Linked DNA regions of Mus musculus: region 2 is linked to region 1. A link is a contact called in public promoter capture Hi-C data. All regions are on one chromosome and are shown on one strand. Each heading gives the region's core, a stretch centred on a gene start, on an enhancer-like site or on the middle of the called end of the contact. The rest is flanking DNA. Distances are from core to core; before and after follow the strand shown. Region 1 holds the start of Smarcd1 (SWI/SNF related, matrix associated, actin dependent regulator of chromatin, subfamily d, member 1). Region 2 holds the start of Atp5g2 (ATP synthase, H+ transporting, mitochondrial F0 complex, subunit C2 (subunit 9)).

Evidence for each region. Capture Hi-C pulls out chosen DNA fragments and counts their contacts.
Region 2: a contact with region 1 is called in a promoter capture Hi-C map of adipose tissue, with 2.5 times the contacts expected there. The contact joins the promoter of Atp5g2 here to the promoter of Smarcd1 in region 1. A contact is called at or near these places in 2 of 39 promoter capture datasets (erythroid cells and pre-B cells) and 1 of 9 other capture datasets (adipose tissue).

What each region holds. Positions count from the first base shown.
Region 1 is chr15:99,697,466-99,703,689 of GRCm38.p6, reverse strand. It overlaps Smarcd1 (SWI/SNF related, matrix associated, actin dependent regulator of chromatin, subfamily d, member 1), which reads right to left and starts at 1,403. Exons shown (of 13, transcript NM_031842.2): 1 at 1,192-1,403; 2 at 397-584; 3 at 57-99. The coding sequence starts at 1,368. It overlaps Asic1 (acid-sensing (proton-gated) ion channel 1), which reads right to left. Exons shown (of 12, transcript NM_009597.2): 8 at 6,098-6,224; 9 at 5,552-5,643; 10 at 4,981-5,060; 11 at 4,791-4,895; 12 at 2,560-4,656. The coding sequence ends at 4,552. Gm34939 (predicted gene, 34939) reads left to right here. Exons shown (of 3, transcript NR_168656.1): 1 at 1-64; 2 at 188-448; 3 at 900-2,283.
Region 2 is chr15:102,666,178-102,673,030 of GRCm38.p6, reverse strand. Atp5g2 (ATP synthase, H+ transporting, mitochondrial F0 complex, subunit C2 (subunit 9)) reads left to right here and starts at 1,984. Exons shown (of 5, transcript NM_026468.2): 1 at 1,984-2,013; 2 at 5,252-5,320. The coding sequence starts at 5,282. Mir688 (microRNA 688) reads left to right here and starts at 1,165; the gene lies at 1,165-1,239.

The DNA.
Region 1 (6,224 bases), core at 154-2,653:
CACTTCTATTCTCAAAGCCACTACCCCTTCAAGGAGACCTCTGCAGCTGCACTCACCCTTTGAGGTAGGATTTTGTCAGCCATCTTCTTTTTCTTTGCACTGTTCAGAATAAATACTGTGATCAGGTTGGGATAGGAACTAGTCAGAACGTGAGCAGTGTTGTGAGCACCTTTGTTTATGGTTACAGCCAAGGCCTACGAAATGACTCTCCATTTAAAGACGCTACCTCTCCCATGACCACCAAAACTCCACTGCATCATGAGGCCCTGTTAGTCCCTGCAGCACCGTTTGGTGCCACAGCGCTGACTTCCTGGTTCTGCATGCCCACCACCAGCATCCTCACAGGCCTCCTCTCCCCCATACCCTTCTTTCCTTCACCCCCAGGGGTCATCTTACTTGTGATTTCGATTTTGGACCGCCTGCTGCTGGACCTGCTGGATCTGTTGAGGTGCAGGTCTCTTGCGGGACTGGTCCATCCCTGACTGGGCCAGACCAGGTCGGACTGAAGGGTTCCCCCCATAGCCAGGAGGTCCCATGGAAGGTCCCTGAGGTGTCATTCGGCTACCTGGCAGCATACCTGGTCTCTACAGAAGGGAGAGGACCCAGAAATGTCATACTTTTCCTTGCTAGCCCCACCAAGAAAGGAAAAATGGTGGCAGCCTGGATTTCAGGAGTGGGTTAGGGCTGGGGGTGGGGTGGGGGGACAACAAGACAGTCCTTTGCTTCTTTGAAATACAGTCACTGGACCTTCAGTGATTTCATTGCATATAGTCTAAAAACTAGATTATACTCAATTTTTCTGGTCTATGCTGGATCTGACTCACCAGACATGTCTAGTCAGCCCTACATTTCTTTTTTTACTAGCTACTGTCTCCTCTAAAGCTGACCTCCATTTGCAGCTATAACAGCCTGGGTATTCCTGGGGACACGGGGGCTGCCCACTCCCCTCTGCATTCCATGACCATCCCAGGGCCCACTTCGCCCACCCTGGTTCCACACTCACTCCTCACATGGAAACAATGCCGCCAGGAGCAGGTAAGGATGCTAACCTCCTCCCCCCCCACACACCTCCACTCCCGGCCCGAGCCCCTCCCCAGGGAGTCCCTCCCACTTCTCCCTCACCCCTGTCAGTCCTCCGCCCTCGCTCGGCCCCGCCCCCGGCCCGCGCGCCCCTCCTCCTGTCCCACTCACCGGATAGGCCGCCCCGGGCATCGGAGAGCGGTACAGCCCTTGACCCGGCGCCGGGCCCATTCGCACGGGAGGCCCGGGAGTTCCGCCCGGGCCCAGAGCAGCCGCCACGCCCGCTCCTCCTGAGGCTCCCGCGCCGCCGCTCGGAGCCACAGACTGGAAACCCGCCCGGGCCGCCATCTTCCCGGAGCCGCCGCTGCAGCTGCACAAAGAACCGGAACCGGAACTCCCCCCGCCCCCCGCGCGCCCCCCGAGCGCCTGGGCTGTTTGTGGGCCCGGCCCGCCGGCGGGCACAGGCGGCTCGGAGCAGCGAGACTACGGGCTAGAGGGGGCGACTAGCGGGAAAGGCGTGCTGACCACTCCCTCCCGCCTTCACGGGCCAGGAGGGAGCACCATAGAGAAGCGGTGTGCGGATAAAGAGGTGCCGGGAGCGAGCGCCTCCACGCGGTTGGAGGACGGTAAAAAGCCTTGCAGAGAGCCCAGCCCATCCGGCTGGCGGCTGGAGTGATGCTTCACCTTGGCCCAGTGCATTTACCTCTCCAAAGCATTCTGGTTGCCTTGCTTTTCGTTCTCCTACTGCTCAGACTCCGGGTACTAAAGAGGAAAACGTGCTGTTTGTTCGTTCGGGAAAAGTAGAACTCGAAGGAGATCAATGTCGTGGCAAAGACAAATCAGCAAGAGAAAACCCATGCCGGGCCGTGGTGGCGCACGCCTTTAATCCCAGCACTTGGGAGGCAGAGGCAGGCGGATTTCTGAGTTCGAGGCCAGCCTGGTCTACAGAGTGAGTTCCAGGACAGCCAGGGATACACAGAGAAGGCTCGGGACCCTTCACCTCAGACGTTTAACTTAAGATTTTGATGCGTTTTTTCCCGTGACTTTTCTCCAAAGAGTCCTGGATATTTGTTGCCATAGATAACTGCTGGTCCCCTGCCCAGTGATCAGACGAATCCTGAGCCTGTCTTTTCCCAGCAGGATCAGTGTTTACCTGATCAAGTATGTAGGGTCTGGTGTAGCCCAATCTAGCGTTAAACTCACTGTGTAATGGAAGATAGCTGCTCCATCTCCTACCTGCTGGAATTACAGGTATAACCACCACACCGGGCTACCACTCAAATTCCCTTACTCTAGTTGTGTGGCTCTCAAGGCAAGCTCCATTCTAAAGGTAACACCCACAGTTTGCAACTAAAAACAGCACTGGGCAGGATAATGGCAGCTCAGGCTTTTAATCCCAGCATTTTGGGAGGCAGGAGGATCTCTGTGAGAGTTCGAGGCCAGCCTGGACTACAGAGCCGTTCCAGGACAGCCAGGGCTACACAGAGAAACCCTGTCTCAAAACAAACCAAACAACAAACAGAAAACCAACACTGAAGAGATGGTTGAAACCCAGTTTATTAGACCAGAGGCATGCGTCACCCAGAGCCCCTCCTGCTGCCCCCCCAGCCAGTGTACATTTCTCAGCTTTGCCCTGTTTCTTTCTGGGGAGTTCTGATCTCTAAACAACTCTTGAGAACCAAGAGGTCTCAAAGATGCCAAAGCCTTGCTCTCTGGCTCCAGGCCAACGTACACAGGTGATCTGCCCATAAGTCCTGTTTTGGGATTAGAGACCAAGAGACAGTGGGGACAGAGAAGGCCAGGAATGAGATTGGAGAGCTGGCCTGGGAAGGGTGTCTGGTTGAGGAGGCCCTCTACCTCACCTTGTGGCCCCCTTAGGGTAGGGACACACAACAGCACGTCTTTCAACTTCTGCTCTAGGCCAATCTCTTTCCTCATGTGACCACGCCCTGACTCACCAGAAAATGCAAGCGGTGGGCCTGGGCATCAAGGTGAGGACTGGGCCCTGGGCACCCCGAAGAAAGAAAGGCCACTGAGTCAGGGCTCCGGCTTCTGGCTGTGGGTACCCACCGCCCAGCTGCAAGAGGGAGTCACCAATCCCCAGCCTCCCTCCCCACCTCCCGTCTGTAACTCTCTCCGCTTAGTGTCCTCCATTCCTGGGTAGGAGCTACCTCTCCAGCAGTCACTTCCCTCAGGGAGGCCACAGTCAGCCAGGCAAAGGGCACTGGGATAGGTGGAGCAAGGTAGAGGGTATGTTAAGGCTGTGGGGAGGGCAGAGGGTGCCCCGGTCGTGGGGGCAAAGGGCGAGGCCAGAAAGAGGCAGAGCTTGTAATTCACAGCTTCCTTTATGTCGCCACCGAGACAGTGCGAAGGTTACAATGCGCGTGTCATCTCCTTGTGCTTCTCAGAGGGATGTGTGTACACAGTACAGTACAGACACCAGGGGAGAATCCAGCTCTTTATACGGGCAAAGGCATTCAGAGACAGGAGAATGGGGGAGAGACAGAAGGGAGAACTAGGGGCGGGAGGGCGGTTCTTGGAGACAAGAGGGAATGGAGGGGGAGACAAACAGGGCCGGAGGGGAGTATATACAAGGTTATAGTAATATAGAGTCTGTATCATATAGAAATAGAAAATGCAGATGAGGTTGCCGAGAGAAGCGGATGACGTCGGGGAAGAGGACTTGGGATTGTTCCATAAGAAAATTTATGGATGTGGCCTTCTGCAAAGGCCTCTGAGAGAGAAGCCAGTGAGGTCAGGCGGCCGTGCCCCTCTCCCTGAGCCGGGCGCTAACCAGCCAGGTCTTCTGGGGGATGTCACAGAGGGTTGCCTCTTGGGATCTCTCTCCAGCAGCTTTGGGGTGGAGGTGACTTACAGATATTGGGATGTGGCCTACAGCACCAGGGCCACATGGAGTCCCAATCTCTACTTCTTCAGGAAATCCTCTGCCCCGTAAAGATTCCGTATGCTTGAGGGAGCAGTAACTGGGCACGGAGTCCTTACCTGGAGACTTGGGCTCGTGGGGAGTCACCCGGCTGAGAGCATCTCTTAAGGCTAGGGAAGCCCCCACACCAGCCCTCTCCCTTAAGGTACATTCTCTGGTTTGGGGCCAAATTTCAGACCCTAGAGATCCCCTCCACCCCTCACTAGGAGGGGGCTTTGGTGACTGGAGGCAGCAGAATGTAGGTGGACACTCAGATGACATACAGCCAGACAGACAGAATTCAGGCTTGGAGCTGGGGGCGGCAGCGTGGAGCAGAGGGGCAGCCTGAGGTCGCGGCTGATCTCTCTCTCTCTCTCTCTCTCTCTCTCTCTCTCTCTCTCTTTATATTAGTTTAATTTTGTTAAAATAAAAAGATGAGATAGAGGCTGGGAGAGGACTCTGGTCAAGACTCCTTTCTCACCACAGACAAGAGGGAACCACTGCCCAGGGATGCAGTTTAAGTCCCCAGGGTAGCTGGGGGCAGTTAGGTACCCCTTGCTCCCCCAGCCCTCCCCACCTAGGCCTTTGGTACAGCGGCTGGCGAGGGCTTAGCAGGTAAAGTCCTCAAACGTGCCTCGAGCGGGATGGTGAGGTAGGATGTTGGCAGCGTACGTCATCCCGGCAGGATGTCCTCGGAGGCTCTCGCAGGGATTCTAAGAGAAGGACATAAGACAGGAACGAGTTACAGAAAGGGATACAGGAAAGACAGGTGGTGTGGAGATGGAGTTGGTTTGAGGCTGTGGGGGAAGGGTACACAGGAGGTCGCCTCCCTGCCTTGCTCCCTCACGTGTCTTTTGACGTCATCCAGGCTGAGCGCCACGCCCTTATCTGCGCTGTTCCTCTTAGCCTCCTTCTGGCACTTCCCACGTCTACACAGCCGGTGCTTAATGACCTGGGAGATGTTCAGGGTAGGGTGGGTGGACCGGAATCCCCAATCCGGGGTGGCCCCGCCAAGCCCTGCCCCCTTACCTCCTTACCTCATAGGCATAGTCAAAGAGTTCCAGCACTGTGAGGATGCTGGCCCCGATGAACAATCCCATCTGGCCCCCGATGTCACCTGTGGGGTCAGGTCGGAGAGGTTAGTGGACTCAGGACCAAGGGGCTATGGGGCTCAATAGGACTGGGGCAGGCCAGCCATGTTTGCTGAGATTGGTACCCCCAATACAGAAGGATCAGACAACCAGACTCTGGCAGGGTTTTTATTCTCTATTCTTTTTTTTGTATTTTCCTTCCCCAAAATGAGTGTTTCTTATTCAAGAAAAAATAAATTCTTTACAAAACACACTACTTTTTTAGTGTCTGGACCACTTTCCAAGGACGGACGTATGGAGCAGGTTCTGCCTCTATCCCTCAACCCCTCCTCTGATGCCTGACTGGTCCACGTTGTCCTAAGAGAAGGCCTGGTCCATTTTCTCCACTTCAAGCCATACCAGAGGGCTCAGGGAAAGGCCCCTGGGGATGGGACAGGCTGAGGGCACCCAGTTTGGGGTGGGAGGGAGCCGTATCCTATCCTAGGCATAGGAGAAGGTTGACCCTTCCCGAGCTCACCCAAAAGCCCTGCGATCTCATAGGCCTTCTTCTGCTCGATGGTCTCATAGTTGAGGACTTCAAAGAAAATGTCCAGCACCAGAATATTCTCCCTGTACAGAGGGGAGAGGGGGGGAAAAGGAAGCTAGGTTCAAGTCCTACCTCTGCCCCTTTCTAGACCTTAGCCGTGAGCCCCTCTGAGACAGTGTTCCCTGTTCCTGCGATGCTAATGAAGAGCCCTGCCTTCTAGGGGTGCTGTGAGGATTCAATTAAATGGCATGCATAAAGAGACACTTTGCACGCTGGCAAGTGGAGGCGATCCCAGTTACAGCGATGGAGATGGAGTTAGAAGATAAAAGAAGGAGAGAGGAGGAGAGTGCCTGAATTACTTATTCCAGCTTGATCCCCTCCCCGCAACACACACACAACCCACACGCTTCAGGTGCCTCTTGGACCTTCTGTGACTTATCTCCACTTCCCTGTACCCCCAGAGACTCTTGTTAAAGTCCACCTGTATCCTCTGCAGTCCTTGTACAAGGGCCCTGCCCTGAGCAGTAGACACCTTACCCTATGTACTGTTCAGATTTGTTGAACTTCTTGGCCAGGTACTTGGCTGAGGCTTTGCTGGGGATCTTGACCATGGACAGCTCCTTGCCGTAGCGGGTCAGGTTGCAGGGCATCTCACACACACAGT
Region 2 (6,853 bases), core at 735-3,234, 3.0 Mb before region 1:
GAAGCCAGGGTTAGCTCCTCACAGGCCCTTTCTCTGATTCATCCTCCTCCGGGATTTTGTTAGCGATATATATACGAGATCTCTAAATTGTCGCAACCAACAGCTGCAACACCATTTGGTGGCGGCAGCTCCTAAGAACTATAGATTGTGCCTCTTAGGGTATGAAACTAAGAGCTACAAAGAATTCAGTTTTTGGCGGAGCGGGGTGTTCAGGGAACCTCAAGGGACCAACTCCTAAGCCCTGCTAGCCTGGGCCCCTCAGAGGGTGGCGGGTTTGCCTTTTCTCACACGGCATCTCACACTGCTTAGTACTTGGAAAAATACCTGTTGCTTCCTAAAGATCCCGGTTCTGCCCCTGCCCAGGTCAACAACTGGCACTGGAGGGAGATTTGGGGACCTCAGGAGAACCTGCGAGCATCCTAATCCAGCTGAAATCCAAGGTTTAGGAAAGGCGGGGAGTCCTCCACCCTCTTCTTCCATTTCTCCCCACACTTTCCCTCCCTTTCAGGAGCTCAGGGCCATAAAAATGCAGATGGAGGATCGGTGTGAAATAACGGGCCCATATAAATCCCTCTGCCGCCCGCCTGCAAGATGGATTGGCCGCATTGAAATTCCTCCGCGAGGATAATTAAACTCGGGGCCTCATCCGGGCAAAATTACATTCCTGTAATGGCGTCGCTCGGGGTCCCGGGAAATTGCTCCGTGGGCTTTCAGCGGCGGTTTTTATCGCCGGCCGGGGTGTGCCTGGCTGCGGCTCGCCTCTCCTCCGGGACCGTAAAGCTGCTGCCGTGATTTATCCTCCCCTTCTCCCAAATCCGATTAAATGGAGGAGCTTGGGGCCGGGGCGCCGCGGGGCCGGGGGCCGGGAGGGGGTGGCGGGAAGGACGGGGCCAAGGAGGGGAGGACAAACGGCCCCTCAGAGGGTGGCGGATTTGCCTTTATTTACAGCCGCGGCTTTCTTTTTATTTTTTTATGGGGGTTTGGTGAGCTCTTCCCGTCTTTCTCGCGCTGCGTCCAAGCACCCTAACCGGACAGCCGGGCTAAGGGGCTGGGTCAGCCTTGCAGCCGTCTGCTAGGCTCGTGCGTTCCTGCGTGTACACAAAGGCCTGCTCCAGGACTAGCGCAGGAAAGCCCCCGCCCACCGCCACTGGGGGAGGGACGGGCGAAAGGGCAGTGAAGAAAAGTAGGGGCTTGCTTGGGGAGAGCACCTCGCAGGCGACTACTTATTCCAGCTCGCCCCCCAGCAAGTCCGACAGGAGGTAAACTGGTCGCCTGGGGTGACTTCGCACCCCTACTGCAGGCCACAGGTGCGGTTATCCCTAATTGATCCCAGGACTCACAAAAGGGAGAATCAGGCCTTGTTTACCCCCCCAGTCTTATGACTCGAAGATGCTGGGTTTTTTTCATGCTTTGCTCATCAACGAGATAGGGAAAACAAAAATAAAAATAAGTTAAAGCAGAAACTGCCATGGCATTTTGCTAATAGCATTGGGCCAGTTCCCATCTCCCACCCAACGTTGCCAGTGTCCTGAGGGTGACAAGAAGCCAAGAGTTCTGTGATTTTATTTTCCCCTGCTACATTTTAGGCACTGAACCCCAATCCCTACTGTATGCTATAAACAATTTCCGAGTAGACTGGGTAGGGTGTTTTTTGGTTTTTTTTTTTTTCCTTAACTTTGCGCATGCTCGGAAAGGGGACTCGAGTCCAAGACTCCAAAAATGCTGTGCAGTCCACAGTTCCACCACGTTGCAGATCAGCAAGAGTTGGCGGCTCTTCCGTGCACGGTGGGCTCCTTTTGCAGTTTCTCCTGTTGGACGCCAGGTGGAGTGCTTGTCCCCCAAGACACCACCAACCTGGCAGAGGGAGCTGTGGCGTCCCGGCCGATCCTCTAGCTTGTGTCCACTCTATCCATGGAGAAAAGCGACTCGTTGGCTCCGGCCGCGCATGCGCAGAGCCTTCCCTCGCGCTTCCCGCGCCCCCGCCCCTCTCTGTCTTCTCTGCCCTGGGAGCAGGTAAGGCCTTGAGGCCTCGCGTCCTCTTCGTGCCGCGCAGGCGCGCGCAGCAGTACCCCTTGCGAGGACGCGTGGCCGCCCTGACCTTGCTAGCTCCCACGCGGGTCCCTGAGCCCTCGCGGTCCCGGCATCCCCACGCGGAGGGCTACCCCTTCCTCGTGCCGATGACCTCTAACCGCGCGGGCCTGGCGCCATCTTGGGTGTCTCACGGGGGTTGGGGGCTCTGCGGCCGGCGAAAGGCAGATGCTGGCGAGCGTGTTCTCTCCGGGCGCGAACCAAGGCTTTTATGGGTGCTCTTCGCTCACCCACACGCCTTTCACCATTGTCATGACCCCAGACTCTCCCCTCCTACCTTTGCCTCCCCTTGTCATCCTGAATCAAAATAGCCTTTATTTTTTATTTTTTTGAAGCTTGCAGACTTTGAACCTCAGGACCTCTGGCGCAGTCAAGCTAGTTCACCGTCCAAAGCCATCATCTCCCTAGTCAGCATCCTTCAGTTTGAAATAAACTGAACGTGGTAGAGAGTAACAGAACAGGCTAACCGGCCTGTGCACAGGTGGCAGGAGTGAGGCCTGAGCGAGGCCTGTTCCCTTAGAAACTGGTTGCCTCTAATGAAGGCCCTGACATACTAATGAAGTTAGAAATAAAATCTTAAATGGTGGAAATGGAGGTTTCTGTTAGGCAGCAAGCCCAGAAGATGGGAGCAATACGAGCTTTAGAATTTATACCTGCCAGCTAGTGGGAAGGTTTAAGGAACGGAATGGTTAAGTGGGGAATTCTCATTGTGGAGGGTTTCATTGCTCTGGTGTGGGCTTGCCCATATTAAGTGACCACTGGAAGGGCTCGCCGAATGATACGCTTGGGTTTATTACACACCAGCAACAGATTATACTATTCCATATGTTTGTAAACTATTAAATTTAATTCCCCTACTTTTTTTTTTTTTTAAGAATTGTTTACTGAGTTCTCTGCAAGCAAGCAGTGGGTTGGGCAGTAATTAGAGTATTGCCAGAACTACATTTTATAAGTTACCATGTTAAAACTTGTTTTTGGAAAAACGTCTTCCATTTTATTTTGGCTTCTTGACTCTAACCCACGTTTACCTCAAATTTATGATCCTTCTGCATCAGCCTCCCCAGTGCTAGGATCACTTGCACATACCACCATGCCTAACTTCAGACCTCCCTTTATTCACGTGTATGGTGACATGTATGCATGCATGCTGAGAGGTTAATGTGGGGGGCATTTCCACTCCACCCTCACCTTTCGAGACAGGATGTCTTACTGACCTGAAGCTCATCGACTCTGATTGCAAGCCAGTCAGCTTCAGGCCACCTGCTTCCATAGGTACCCAGCGCACGGGGTGTGGCAGGCACCATCATCTAAGCCATCAACCCAGCTTAAGCCTCTATTGCAAAAGTTTTAAAGAAGTACTGGGTTTCGACTCAATTAAACCTGAGTAGGTGGGCATCAAATCTGGGTTTAGGTTGCATAAAGACAAAAGGGAGGAGTTTGTTACAGGGTCGCACTGTGTAGCCAAGAATTCACAGAGCTCTGTCTGCCTCTCTGCCTTCTGAGTGCTGGGATGATAGATGTGTTCCACCGAATCCAGCAAAAAGTAAAGTTTTAGATAGAGCCAGCCTGAAGACAAACATTGGTCTAAAAGTAAAATTCAGGATTTACAAGTAGCATATCTGCCTTGGACAGGTTGCGTCCAGTGTACTTAAGGGAGTAGTGTTTAACAGGCCTATACTTTGAGCATCTTAGTTTATGGGCTATTCAAACTTCAGAGAGAAAAAGCAGGGGACGTAGCTTGGTGGTAGGACACGTTACCTAGATTGCACTAAGGTCCTAGGTTCTACCTCCAGTGTGGCCTCCCTCTGAGTGAAATTACAGAGTTACAGTCCTTTCTCTCTCACTGACAACCTGTTAGTGTTGTTGAGGCCATACCATTGTATACCTTAAATATAAAATGATTGGAAAAGTTGTTTAAAATATTGGCACCAGAGATCTTGTGTTTAGGGACTGGAGAGATGGCTCAGAAGTTAAGAGCAACTGCTGCTGTTCCAGAGGCCCCAAGTTTGGTTCCCAGCACCGGTGTGATGGTTCATAACCATCTCTAGGGAGTTCAGTGCCAGCTCTGACCTACCTTCTTGGGCACTAGGTGTGCATGCGGACAAAACATACATACAAATCTAAAAATGTCCTAAATTATTTTATGTGTGTGAATGTGCAGGTGCACATGTGCCTGTGGAGATCAGAAGAAAGCTCTTGGAAGTACTTCTTCCACTATGTGCTCCAAGAATCAAACTTGTTTTATCAGGTTTATAGGGCACATGGTTTTACCCTCTGAGCCATGCTGCTGGCCCAGTGACAGTCACTTCATATATATATATATATATTCCCTCAGATAATTCTGATTCAAGTGGACTTCTCGCTTCACTTGAGGAAGACACTGTCCTAAACCTTTACCTTACATATTCTTCCTTTGGATCTTGAAGACACAAAACTTAATACCCCTTAATGGAGTGGTGAAATTTTACAGTTGATGCTTATTAGATTAATGCTAGGGTTTCCCTCATTGATTGGCTGTATCTTGTTAAAGTAGAAATCAGTATTTTAAGGAGTGAGATGCTAAAAAGATAGTTGAAAAACTTCCAGTGACTTAGTCTTCTGAGAACTCTCCCAGAAGTTTAGGGATTCTGTAGGGATGGAGATACAGCCAGCACTAGGCCAGTGTGCTTCAGGTCTAGGGCTCTAGCCCTAACAATCCCCAGACTCTACCCAATAAAAATGAATACTAGTTCTTTCTGTCTTGAAACAAGGTCTTACTCAGTAGCTCAGGCTGGCCTGGAACTTTCTGCAATTTTGCCCTTGCCTCCTGAGTACTAGGATTGCAGGTGGTTGGAGCCTGTACACTGTACACTGACTGCTTCTAGGCCCAGACACTGAGACCAGAGAAGGGATGCTTTTGAACCTAGAAGAAGAAAAGGAAAGCAAGGGATGCTGGGGAAATTACGTTGACAATCCCAAACCGTGGGCTGTGGAAGTGGTCATGGTTCTTTAAGCAGGGAGCAAGTCACTTACTTGCCCAGGCCATGAAAGTCACTTGATTTCAGGATTCTGGTGTCATTTTGGCTCTCTGAGCTAATTAAGCTTCCTAGCGATCCTTCTCAGGTGTGAGGATGAAGTTTAAGTAGCAAAGCAAAGTGTTTACAATGCTGCTGCTTATTTCCAGCCCTCCTGCCTCGGCCCCTCACCCCTGAAAATGTACGCCTGCTCCAAGTTCGTCTCTACCCGCTCCCTGGTGAGTACATTTTCTGGAAGGACTTTAAAGGACACCTTGTTTCTTCATATAGGAGAATGCCAGAGATGTCCAAACTTGTAGTATAGGGATGTGACATTATCATGTACAAGTGTGCAGGGCTGCCTTCATAGCTTCCCTAAGGTGCCTGTGCCTGCAGTGAAAGAGAAGGCCTTCTGCCTGGAAAAGTGTTAGGCTCTGAAGCAGCAGGAGGTTAGAAATGTAAAAATAATAAGATAGTGGGTGCTCTTGCTAAGTTCAAGGGTGTGCTGCTGTTGGGAGGTACCAGCTACTAAGCACTTGCTTCATGCCTCATGCTGTTCACCAGTCTGTATCTCCCCATTTACTCCTCAGAACCCTAAGATTGTCCCCATTTGACAGGTGCAGAAATAGGCTGAAAATCATTAAGTAACTTAGCCCTTATACTGCATACCTGATAGAAAGTTAACATTTGGGATTGGAGAGATGGCTTAACAGTTAAGAGCATGGTTACCCTTGCAGACAACTTGGGTTTGGTTCCTGGCATCCAAATGGCCGTTCGTAATCACTGTAATTGCAGTTCCAGGGCATCCAGTGTCATCTGGTCATTGTGAGCACCAGGCACCCACAAGGTGTGCATACATACATGTAGACAAAACACTAATAAACACAAGAGGAAGTTACCACCAAAGGGATAAAGATACAGTCCAGTGTAGAGTGCCTGCCTAGCATGTACAAAGCCCAGGGTTCCGTCCCTCGTACAAAAAAAGAAGCAGCAGCCAGACAGAGTGGCTCATGTGTGAGCTAGGACTTGGGAGGATGAGTAGGAAGGTTGGCTAGTACGAATTTAAGATCAGCATGGCCTACCATGAGATCCTGTCAAGAAGAGGTATGTAAGCCTCGTAATTCTGTCTCTGTTGTCTGCCATGTATCTTAGAGATAAAGTCTTGGAGCTGATGAGAAAGGGCTGTCAGGATGAGGTGAGGTTTGAACATGGCTCTTTACATCCATTTTCCAGAGGAGGATACATGTATTCAGGGGAGAACACCGTAATCCTTGGCTTTCCTAGGAGCCAACTATTACCTGTAAATGTATCCCTTGTTGAGTGAAGCAGATACATCTGGGGCTTAGATCTCTTCTGATTCTCAAAAGGGTAAAAGAGTAGAGCAGAAGTTGTGGCCTCCTATGGCCCCTACAAGGAAAAACACTTTTCTTTCCATAAAGCAAAACCTGAAAAGCAAGACAATGACCCTGAATTCAGAATTTGTTGATACAAGGAATAATGTGACACAGTGCACGTGTGAAGTCCCAGTACCAGGGACACTAAAGCAGGAGGGTTGCTTAGCCTGGGGCTTCAAGGTCAGCCTGGGCAACATAGCAAGATTTCTGTGTCTTTTAGGATTTGTTTTGTTTTTAAAGATTTTTTTTGTTGTTGTTTTGTAGAAAATTGTCTCATGTGTATGAGTGTTTTGCTTACATATATGATATGTGTGCCTAGTATGGTATGCAAGGAGATCAGAAGAGTGCTGGATCTGCAGTTACGGATGAGTGTGAGAC